Regions from separate parts of the Bombyx mori genome. Here region 1 is linked to region 2. Evidence: chromatin contacts called from public Hi-C data. All regions are on one chromosome and are shown on one strand. The core of a region is the stretch at or near the end of the contact, and the rest is flanking DNA. Distances in the headings are between cores, read along the strand shown. Region 1 holds the start of LOC105842657 (protein winged eye). Region 2 overlaps LOC105842657 (protein winged eye).

Region 1 (5,021 bases), core at 611-3,110, 39 kb after region 2:
TTAGGTATATTTTTTAAATTTAAACGCTTACGTTAAATTAACATTTGTTTTCTCTAATGAGTGCTTAAATCGTATGGGTGCCAATTGACACAGTAGCTTCTAGATCGAATTTTCTCGTTCTGTTGGATTTTTCATCTTCAAGTCAAGCAAATTGTCAAACCCTGAGATACTGGGTAATTTTCCTTTAATTACCTATTTTATTAGAGAGGTAATTGGAACTTTTTAAATATGCGTTATCCCGAAAACTTTAAAACAATTAAAACATTGGAAATCACAAAATTTATTAATATATTCCTTTTAATACTGTATAAACTATTATATGTATGTATGTATGTATGTGTGTATTTTTTTGTGTATGTATTTGTAACTTAATATAAATTTCATTGCACATACCACTATTCACTCTGCACTACCTTTGGTTGACTGGTAGAGAATGCCTTAGGCATTAAGTCCGCCAATGTAAATTTTACATGAAGTGTAATAAATAAAAACAAATAAATTAAAAGAATAAAAATGTAAAATTAGTTTTAAATTTTAATCATGTGCGACTCGCGAAACTCCTCAATACTAAACAGAATATGTAAAGTAGTCCATATCTTATTCGCCATTGTGTTAAGGATGCATTTCAAATTTATTTCATTTTTAATTTAAAAGCACGATCTATAAAACACTTTTTTGGCTTTAAATTATTTAAGGAGGTCTACTAATTTTGAACATGTCAGCCCGTCATGCCAAATATAAACATTAAGCCAATGCGAACATTAAAAAAGTGATGTTCTGAATTAAAATAACAATATGAATGTGAAAAAATAATAAATTAGAAAGTATTTGCATACCTATTATGGCTTTATTATCCGAATTGTGAATAAAATCGATAATTATGTTTCTAGTGAGAATATTAATAAAAGCTTTCTTTTAACTTTTATCGGATTTCATTTTCCCAGAGTTGTTTATAAATTTACTTCTAATTTATTTGTTTTTTAGTTTTACAAATAGTTTTGTGGCTCTGACTCAGTCTCAGCCGGTGAACGTTTAGGCCTATTATTTGTAGCGGCAACATCAAAACGGCGTTGCCGCTCACAGAAATCCATTTAAAAAGCTTCTCTATATTAATATATTTACAATTATAAAATTGTCTTTACCTTATTTTCAGGTTTAAATCCAAGTTGTCGAGGAAAATCCAATATTTAGTTCACAGTTTTACACTCGATTCTTATGGTGCAAATCCTGCACTCTATCGATACGTTGCCGACGAAAATATACAATTCGATTTCTTTTTATTTTAAAATCTTACAGTTACACTTCACTATTCACTACGGCCACATCACAATTTTTTTTCGAGTTACAATAAAATTTAATCCTCTGTTGTTGTTTCTTTGAATCAGTGGTATTTTAGCACCTACACATTTCTATGGTTTTTTCACACAACAATCTTCACTTGAAATTTCCGCATCATATTTTTAAAGTACGATAACTTAGCCGAAATGTACGCTCTTCCGGATCCTAAAACAGCTGTTCGAGAATAGTGACACGAAAATCAATAACAAGTAAGAACCGTGTTTGCACAAACGGGAATCTTCCGGAACAAAACTTTTCACAACACAGATTACCGGTTTCTACTATCTTTCAATGCATTCCATTAGAAGTACGTTTTTTTGTTTTAAAATCAACTCGTTTGATTTAGTATAAACATAAATATAATATAAATTGTTAAATCAAAGTACAGTTACATTTTTCACTGTATTGTTAAGGTAAACGTAAGTTTATAGGTTCACTTAGTGTTTTGTTTATGATGTATGTTGGAAAGGAAGCACATTTTCGTGATATGCAGTCACACGCGGGCACGCTCGGTGGCGGACTGGTGGCCGCGGGGCGCGCGGGCAGGGGCCGGGGGGCGGGGCGCGGGCGGTGCCGCCGCGCGGAATGCTATTGTAGGCGAACTTGCCCGCCACTTTTTTTCTCGATTCTCGTCAAACAAGTTTTGTATACAACCTGCATTGTAAGGATTCCGCCATTCCCTAAACGAAGCAACGGTCTTTCGAAACTTTGCTTATTTCTAGGCTTCTGAAAACGGTTTTTAGTAAAAAAATCTACACCGAGCTGACCTTACCGTTACCGCTTCGGAACTCTTATGAATGAACTTCAATTTGTAATGTAACAACGATCAGATACCATTTGCAAATATTCCAATTTTGCATCGGGTGAAACACCCTAGAATGAACAAGGTTTTGATCACAATTTTCTTGTAGCACGTACGCGTTATACACGATATTTAAGATAATATCAAAGTTGATTTCATGATCTCTAACAGTCGGTGCACACACTAGGCACTAACCTTATGTGGAAGTGGAAGGAGTCCGTTCTCGAACCAGAAGTGATCAAATTTAGTATGTATTTGATAAGCTCGGCATAAATATAAGATGCAATCGCGTTATCTTAAGGCGAAGCAGCTGACATAAAAGACGATATGTTTTGTCTTCGATCAATAATACTACTAGATTCGCGATTAGCGCTTCAAAAACGGCCCGAAAAATAAGACCACAAATAAATTTGTGGTCTTATTTCAAATTAGTATAGTCCAATCATAGCCAACACTAAGACGTCAAAACGCTGCACTGCGCGTTCAAAAACGGAGTAAAAAACCACCGTAACACCAAGGTTTTGGAAGGAATATATTTTTTTGGTAAGTTAATATTATGAAGTGAATTTCATAAAATAATAAACAGAATTATATAGTAAATAAAATACAATTTACGAATATTGTAATTGTTTGGCCAATGTTTGCAACAAGGCACCAACTATTGTAACAAACATCACCTATTCTTGAACAGGGAATGCATAGAGTAGTTTTGTTATTTTATAATGTTATTTTTGTTTGTAGATTTCCTAGTAGCCCCTTTTCGCTGTGCACAATGGATATATATAGTCGCGAAAGAAAAAGGATAAGAATTATAGAACCCTTATAATATATAATATATAATAATTCTAGAATTGTTCAATGGTGGTGGCAAATCAATGCAAAAAAGTATTATAAAACTTTATATGTATGTGTAAATATTTTAAGCGTATATGCTGAAAAGGATTTGTTTTCTAGGGGAAACGAACACAGCCATAAAATAAGCCTAAATTAAACTGATTATAGAAAAATTCTTTAATATAAGATTAATTATATTTGTAAAAAATAAACCGCTCATATAAAAATTACTTCTAAAAAACAGCTATATAACAAGCTGAATCTGTTTAAAGGTAATTAAACAAAAAGTAATAATATTGTTTTAATTACTTCTGTAAAAAGTATACGTGGAAAACGTTGTTGTTCCTTTGTTTCCTTTCATATTTTTTTTTACTTTATTCAATTTTATTATTTATTACCTATTTGTTGTAATAGCGGCAATGTAAAATATTATCTACTAATTTTTTGAATCGGTCAAAAATAGTTGCGACCATACAAAACAAACCTAAAACAAATATATTCTGCAACTCTACGTCTTTCAATACTTACTGTGTTCTGAGCATTGAAATGTAATACCAAGAACTACATCTAGTTCCACAATACAATAAGCACGAAATTTTAAACAAATATTTTTAACCTTATAAATTAGGCTTTATGTATCATTTTAGAATAAATATTTTTGTACTGATGACTTTTTATGTTCAAGTGACATTTTAAATTTATGCCACAATATTCTTTCTCTGACGAAAGGACCTAAATAAATATATTTTGCAATGGTAATTAAACTTTATGTTTAAGCATTAAGGTTTATAATAAACTGAAGTCGTTAACATAATCAACCTTTTTTCTAAGAAATGAAGATGTTTTCGTGTCTGAAAACGTGGCCACTCGAGCGTCTTATTTTTGTTCCTGATCCTTAATCTAGTAGTATTATTGATCGAAGTGTTTTGTTTTGAAATTTTGTTCCCAACGATTTTCTCCTGTGTTGTGAGAATTGGAAATATGCCTACAATAATAAGTAAGTACATCCAGACCTTGGACGATAAATCTATTTGACAAAAAACTGTCTGTGACCCATGATCGAACCTGGAGCTTGTGGCAGAGAGAAATATTGACCTGACCTTTTTACTGGTGGTAGGACCTCTTGTGAGTCCACACGAGTAGGTACCACCACCCTGCCTATTTCTGCCGTGAAGCAGAAATCCGTTTCAGTTAGAAGGGTGGGGCAGCCGTTGTAACTATACTTGATACCTTAGAACTTATATCTTAAGGTGGATGGCGCATTTACGTTGTAGATGTCTATGGGCTCCAGTAACCACTTAACACCAGGTGGGCTGTGAGCTCGTCCACCCATCTAAGCAATAAAAAAAAACCTCGTGGCCTTTAGAAGGAGTGCTGAGGGCACGTAGGTTCTTCCAGTTTCCTAGCTTCCTTCCCTTTTCAAGGACAGCTCCTTCCTGAGCGCTACCAAGATCAGCTTCAACATCCTTTACCACTAGCCACATTCTTGTGGTGCATAGCTGCCTGCAACCTCATAGCGTTAATAGATTGACGCCATGTATTACATTACATAATGTAACGATAATCACCATTAAGTTAATTCAATTACCGAGCTTCCCAAGGTCAGTAAGCCAGTCCATACAGAGGCCGGCAGAACTCTCTTCAATGGTAAGCTACGATCTAGGCATCCGATTCTGTTATTATCTATTCTAAATTATGTGTTCGAAGTTAGTTCGAACCATAAACGGTTTCTTAAGGGCTACCCACATCTAGTCTCTGTATTCCTGCGAGGTTTGTTACGCAAAAATAAATACTAAACCGTTTTAGGAACGTGGGCATTATCATACCTGATTGAAGAAATTTCTTGTATTATAATTTAAATTCTTTATAATACCCTTGTCTTTTAAATATAATTGTTGATCGGTAAGGAACTAAATGTTATAATTATTACTTAGTAACAGCGATAAAATATGTAATATTCGACCGATTTCTGTTAGAAGCGAGACAAGCTTATAACCAATTTACTGAGTGGAACGAGGACAGCACGATTTTATTTCCTGCCCCATCG
Region 2 (5,349 bases), core at 639-3,138:
TACCTACGAACAACCACCTAATTCACCAGATATGGCTCCAGCAGACTTCTTTCTTTTTCCTAAACTCAAATTACCACTTTGTGGCACCCGTTTTCATTCGGTAGAAGATATAAAGGAAAATTCGCGGCGAGAACTGAACTCAAAATGTTTAAAATGTTTTGATGATTGGATTGTTCGTTGGCGGAAATATCATTTCTGAAGGAGCATACTTTGAAGGTGATAAAATAAATTTGGATGAATAACTAAATATTTAGTGTATTAATGATGTTTTCCTGGTATTTCCTTGACAGAGTAGTATATATAAGTATATAATTACCGTAAAGAAGTTCAATTTACATAATATTCTGATTCAACCGTGTGAACCCAGACGAGTCGTTAGTCAATAATAATATTACGGCTTCATCTCACGATATAATTATTTACAACATCCGATGCTTCGAATACTTTCGTTTTGAAGATCACACACGACTACATCCTGTGTATTCGTGTAATAGTAAAACTATATATAATAGTACCTTTCTCGTTCAACTCGTCGATCGGGTCGAATGGACTCACGGACTCAACCTACTGAGTTTCTCACCGGATCTTCTCAGTGAGTCGCGATTCCGACCCTGTGGCAAATTCAGCGCAGCACTGCTCTTATTAGGACAGATGTTAGCAGTCTCTCAGACTAAGCCTAATAAGTTCGCCTACACATGGTAGGACCTCTCGTGAGTCCGCACGGGTAGGTACCCTGCATATTTCTGCCGTGAAGCAGTAATGCGTTAGGGTGGGGCAGCCGTTGCAACTATACTGAGACCTTAGAACTTATATCTCAAGGTGGGTGGCGCATTTACGTTGTAGATGTCTATGGGCTCCAGTAACCACTTAACACCAGGTGAGCTGTGAGCTCGTCCACCCATCTAAACAATAAAAAAAAATCTAGCCTTGGGAGCTCACGGTACACCGTATCAATGACGGAAACGAGGTGTAATTTAGTTTTCGCGTCCCTGGGCCACGCTTGATCATTCCGCTGACCAACTAGGGCAGCGAACAAATTGAAACAGCTTCACATCAATCGATCGTGCCACAATTACATCGCCCGGGATCACCGGTGCGCACAGAACGCCCGGTACACGTTGTATGTATATAAAGTGAATGTACTACGGTGAAACGGCCGAAGCGAAAGTCCCTCCGCGCAGCGCTATAATTCCACTCTATGACAACCGTGTACCGACTGAGAAACAACTAACGGATTATTATTATTTTCTTCAATATAATTCGTCGCTGTCACAAAAGTCTTCAAGTCGTTAATACGGTTTCATGATTTGTTATAAACGTGAGATCGATCCGATTTGTTGGTTTAGCTGTAGATGGGACAAGATTTCAACTCGCCGGGTATCAAATAGTTGCCAGAGACCATACACGTTGCATTTTAATTACCCTCTCTATATTAAAAAGAACTTACTAACTATCGCAATTATTACCTAAAATGTAGGTAACTAAAGTATTATCTATTTATTTATTCTACATCTTTGATTGGCGGTATAGTAAAATAACATAACAACACCACCATCGCACCATGCGGCCTATGAAACAATCACGGTATGCGGTTCAAAGAGTGGGACAGCCGCTATACAATATAATTGGGGCAATAGGCCTCATGTCTCAAAGTGGCTGGCAACATTAACGTTGTAATGTATACAGATGGCACACACTTAACACCAGATAAGCCGTGAGCTCGTTTTAATATTTACGCAATATTTTTTGTATAAAAACTATAGGTATTTATATTTATTATTGGTATTAGTGTACAAAGTGATTTGTTCTTGTGTCGGTACCGTATGGTTTTTCACCGCGCTGCAGTGAGAGTGGAGCCGGATTATACATAATTGCGTGTTTATTTAGGGTTTCCTGCAGACGATAGCTCCCTCCCATTATGCGGCCCTGGTACCCGAGGAGTTATTAGTGCACCCTAACTACATTACGTTTCTCAACGTCGCTCCAATTATTTAATGTTTTGCTACATTTTTGAGAACGTTCTCTCCATGAGCCTCTTCGGATCTGCACCGCTGTACTGTCTATTCACGCCACAAAGCGCTTCCCACTTAGAAATTAGTAGTAAGCAAAAATTTTTTGTTAAGTTCACTAAACTTACTTAGAGCATTTTATATTATAAAAAAATCTTCATTATTTACAAATTTATTTTATATAGATATTTTACTGTACGTGTGTATGTATGTCACTGAACTCTTAAAAAGCTGGATCGATTTGAATGAATTTTTTTGAATGCGTTTGGGTGCCGCCCTGGATGGGTTTGGATTTTTTGCAGGACAACGTCTGTCGGGTCCGCTAGTATGTACATATACATTTTATAATCATAACAAGTAACATTCGTAGTTTTAGTACGTGTGAGTAAATATACGCCACTCTGTGCGGCTAGGGCATATATTGGAAATGCATTGTGTGCTTCAATTTTTTTTCTTTCTCTCTCTTTCTTTCTTTTCAATCTCTTCACGCCGTAATATTTTCGACAGTGTCACAAAAATCGTCCGAAAAATATGCCATCTTTAAATTTCACATTTGAAAACGTCAGTTTGGAGCAAAATAGTCCAGTTGTTGTTAAGCTTGTTAAGCGGTTTCCCGAGTCGTGAGCACGTCCCGAGACTTCAGTTCAAGAGCGCATCATTACATTTCGGCAGAGATATTGGGAGAGTTAGTAAACCGACAATATACGCTACATTGTGCTTAAGGCAAATGTGATTATTGCGGTTTTGCTTAAATATACCTATGATGTTTTTTAATTTTTTGAAAATATATGTATACTTTTTTTTGTCTGGAGGAAACCGCCGGTCTTCCGCCCCCCGGGGATATCGGAGTCGAACCGACTAAAAACCTCCTGTCGCTCAACAACCCTCGCCCGAACCTCGCATGAAACAGAACTCATGAAAAGGCAAAGGGGGGAAACTGAAGCGTTTAGTGCGGAGCACATCTCTCCTATCACCCTCCCCCTCACACTACATAGTATAAAACAAAGTCGCTTTCTCTGTTCCTGTGTATGCTTAAATCTTTAAAATAATCTAAAAAATACATTAAATAGTGTAGAAATCAATAATAAAATACAGTTTCGGAAACGAAGCGAGGGCGGGTCGCTAGTAATATATATTTCATGTAGTAGATTCATTCACGAAGCAATTGCTCTTAAGTTGTTAGGTCTCTTTCGGAGGCGCTCGGGCAGTTGTTAGCAAATCCCACCCCTCCTGGCTGAGCCTTTGTTCGCCCACCTGTGCTGGTGAAGCTGGAAAGGCCTCCGGGCCACCAGTAATCATTAAATCATAAAATAAAATAAAAACTCACTTTCGCTTCAAATGCGTCGAAATGATATTTTTTATTATTAAAACTTTATTCTATTCACTTACCAGAAAGAAACGAAAATTTTTAGTCTCAATACGTTCATATAAATTTTTGCTTGGGCATAATTCTGAACTCTTCTACTTTATATTGTCCTGGTACTTGCTGACGTGTTAGTGGGGGCGCTCCGCCTACGGGTATTGGAGTTAGTTGGTTTGCCACACACCATACTTTCACGAAATTCTATTACTCTAAAAGTTTTAAAATGGCCTGTTTACTTCCATGATCTATCTAGCTTTTAGTCAAAGCTGTTAAATTTAAGTTAAATAAGCGTTGTACAAGCCTTCAAAAATGAGAGAGTTTTAGCTTCTTTTAGGTTATACCTACATGACGAGCGGGATAGCGGTACAATTGGAAACAGCCTCATGTCTCAAGGTGGGTGGCATTAACGTTGAGATTTCTGTGAGCTCCGGTAATATCAGACGGCCGTAAGCTAGTTCACATATAAACAATGCAATAAAAAATAACAGAAAACGCATAAGTCGCACGATTATATTCGAAATATAGAAAGTGTGACGTTTTAATACATTACAGTTTATCTGGTGACGGGAAGGCATGGTAATAACTTTATTACGTCCGCGTTGCCAAGGTATTACTTGGATATTAAGTGTCGTTCAAAAATTCCAAGCTATAGAGAATTATTTTAATTATTATTTAGGTCATCAGGTTCAAATATAAGGAGCGTCTGATTAAAGAAAAATAGATTTATGATACTAGATGATACTTCCCTTTTTTATCATATAAATGACTGTTGCTTAATCACAATAACTTAGTCAAAGAAATTGTAAGGTTTTATCGAGAATATTCAAGACTAACTGCTAGTTCGCAATTATCCGGCTATGGAATGAGCTCCCCTCCACGGTGTTTCCCGAGCGCTATGACATGTCCTTCTTCAAACGAGGCTTGTGGAGTATTAAGCGGTAGGCAGCGGCTTGGCTCTGCCCCTGGCATTGCTGAAGTCCATGGGCAACGGTAACCACTCACCATCAGGTGGGCCGTATGCTCGTCTGCCTACAAGGGCAATAAAAAAAAAAATCAACCACTAAAAGGAAGGTGGTCTGAAATCGTACCGTAAAAATATTCTTTCAACAAATATGAACAAGTGTTTATTGCATCAAAAATCTTATATTCCTTTAATATTTAAATTCAGTGAAGGTAACTTTTAAATTCTAGTATCCTTAAACCGAAAATTCCGATTAGGATAGGGCCCGCGATAAGGCGACCTTCGGGCCCTTGAAAAAAAAAATGACAATAGAATAATTCGTGGGATGCAGGAAAAAAATTATCATGACAGCGGTGCGCTAGGGATGCGGTGTCAATGCAAATATCGGATATCGATAATTAGATTTAATAAATATAATTTTAACATTATTTGATTTTAAAGTAGAATGTCAATGGAATGACTTATTTATGACGGATTTACCGCGATCCCACGTAAATGTAAGCAGACATATGATCTCAACTGTGGGTGCGAGCTTTGCAACGCCTCATAAAGTTCCAATACCGATTGGGAAAGAGGGTACATAAATGTCTTCCGGGATCTCAAATAGCAAATTTATTTCCGAGAACTCGGTAAAACTAAGTAATTAAAAAACCGTTTAGATAACTGAGATAGATAAAAGGTCGGTTAATGTAGCATATTGAAATCATTATTAACTTTGGTTTTGGATTTGTGCCGAGTAAAAAGTAGTCTGCATTCTAGTATCATGTAGGAAACTTTTCGTCACATTTAACAGACAATTATGAGTAACGAAAGTAAAGAAACTGTATGAGCTATCACATCTATTTAGCAGAAGCGAATGAGGTATTCCCGGCAGAAATAAGCCAGATGATCTTACTTTTGCAGACACAACACTCTGGCCAATAGCGGATATCTTTTTTTTTTCATTCATGGGTGGACGAGCTCACAGCCCACCTGGTGGGTACAACGTAAATGCACCACCCACCTTGAGATTTAAG

The links. Hi-C and Micro-C count contacts between places; a contact is called where the count stands out from the background.
Region 1: a contact with region 2 is called in a Hi-C map of whole pupa, with 1.8 times the contacts expected there. The contact joins the promoter of LOC105842657 here to the enhancer-like site in region 2. A contact is called at or near these places in 2 of 7 Hi-C or Micro-C datasets (posterior silk gland and whole pupa).

The regions. Positions count from the first base shown.
Region 1 is chr17:15,717,030-15,722,050 of ASM3026992v2, forward strand. LOC105842657 (protein winged eye) reads right to left here and starts at 1,861. Exons shown (of 14, transcript XM_038017000.2): 1 at 1,143-1,861.
Region 2 is chr17:15,678,008-15,683,356 of ASM3026992v2, forward strand. All of the region lies in intron 1 of LOC105842657 (protein winged eye), which reads right to left. Among protein-coding and RNA genes, the nearest start is that of LOC101743649, 17 kb to the right of the region's middle. Within about 2 kb of position 1,889, at least 5 of the 8 cell types and tissues checked have open chromatin away from gene starts, as enhancers often do.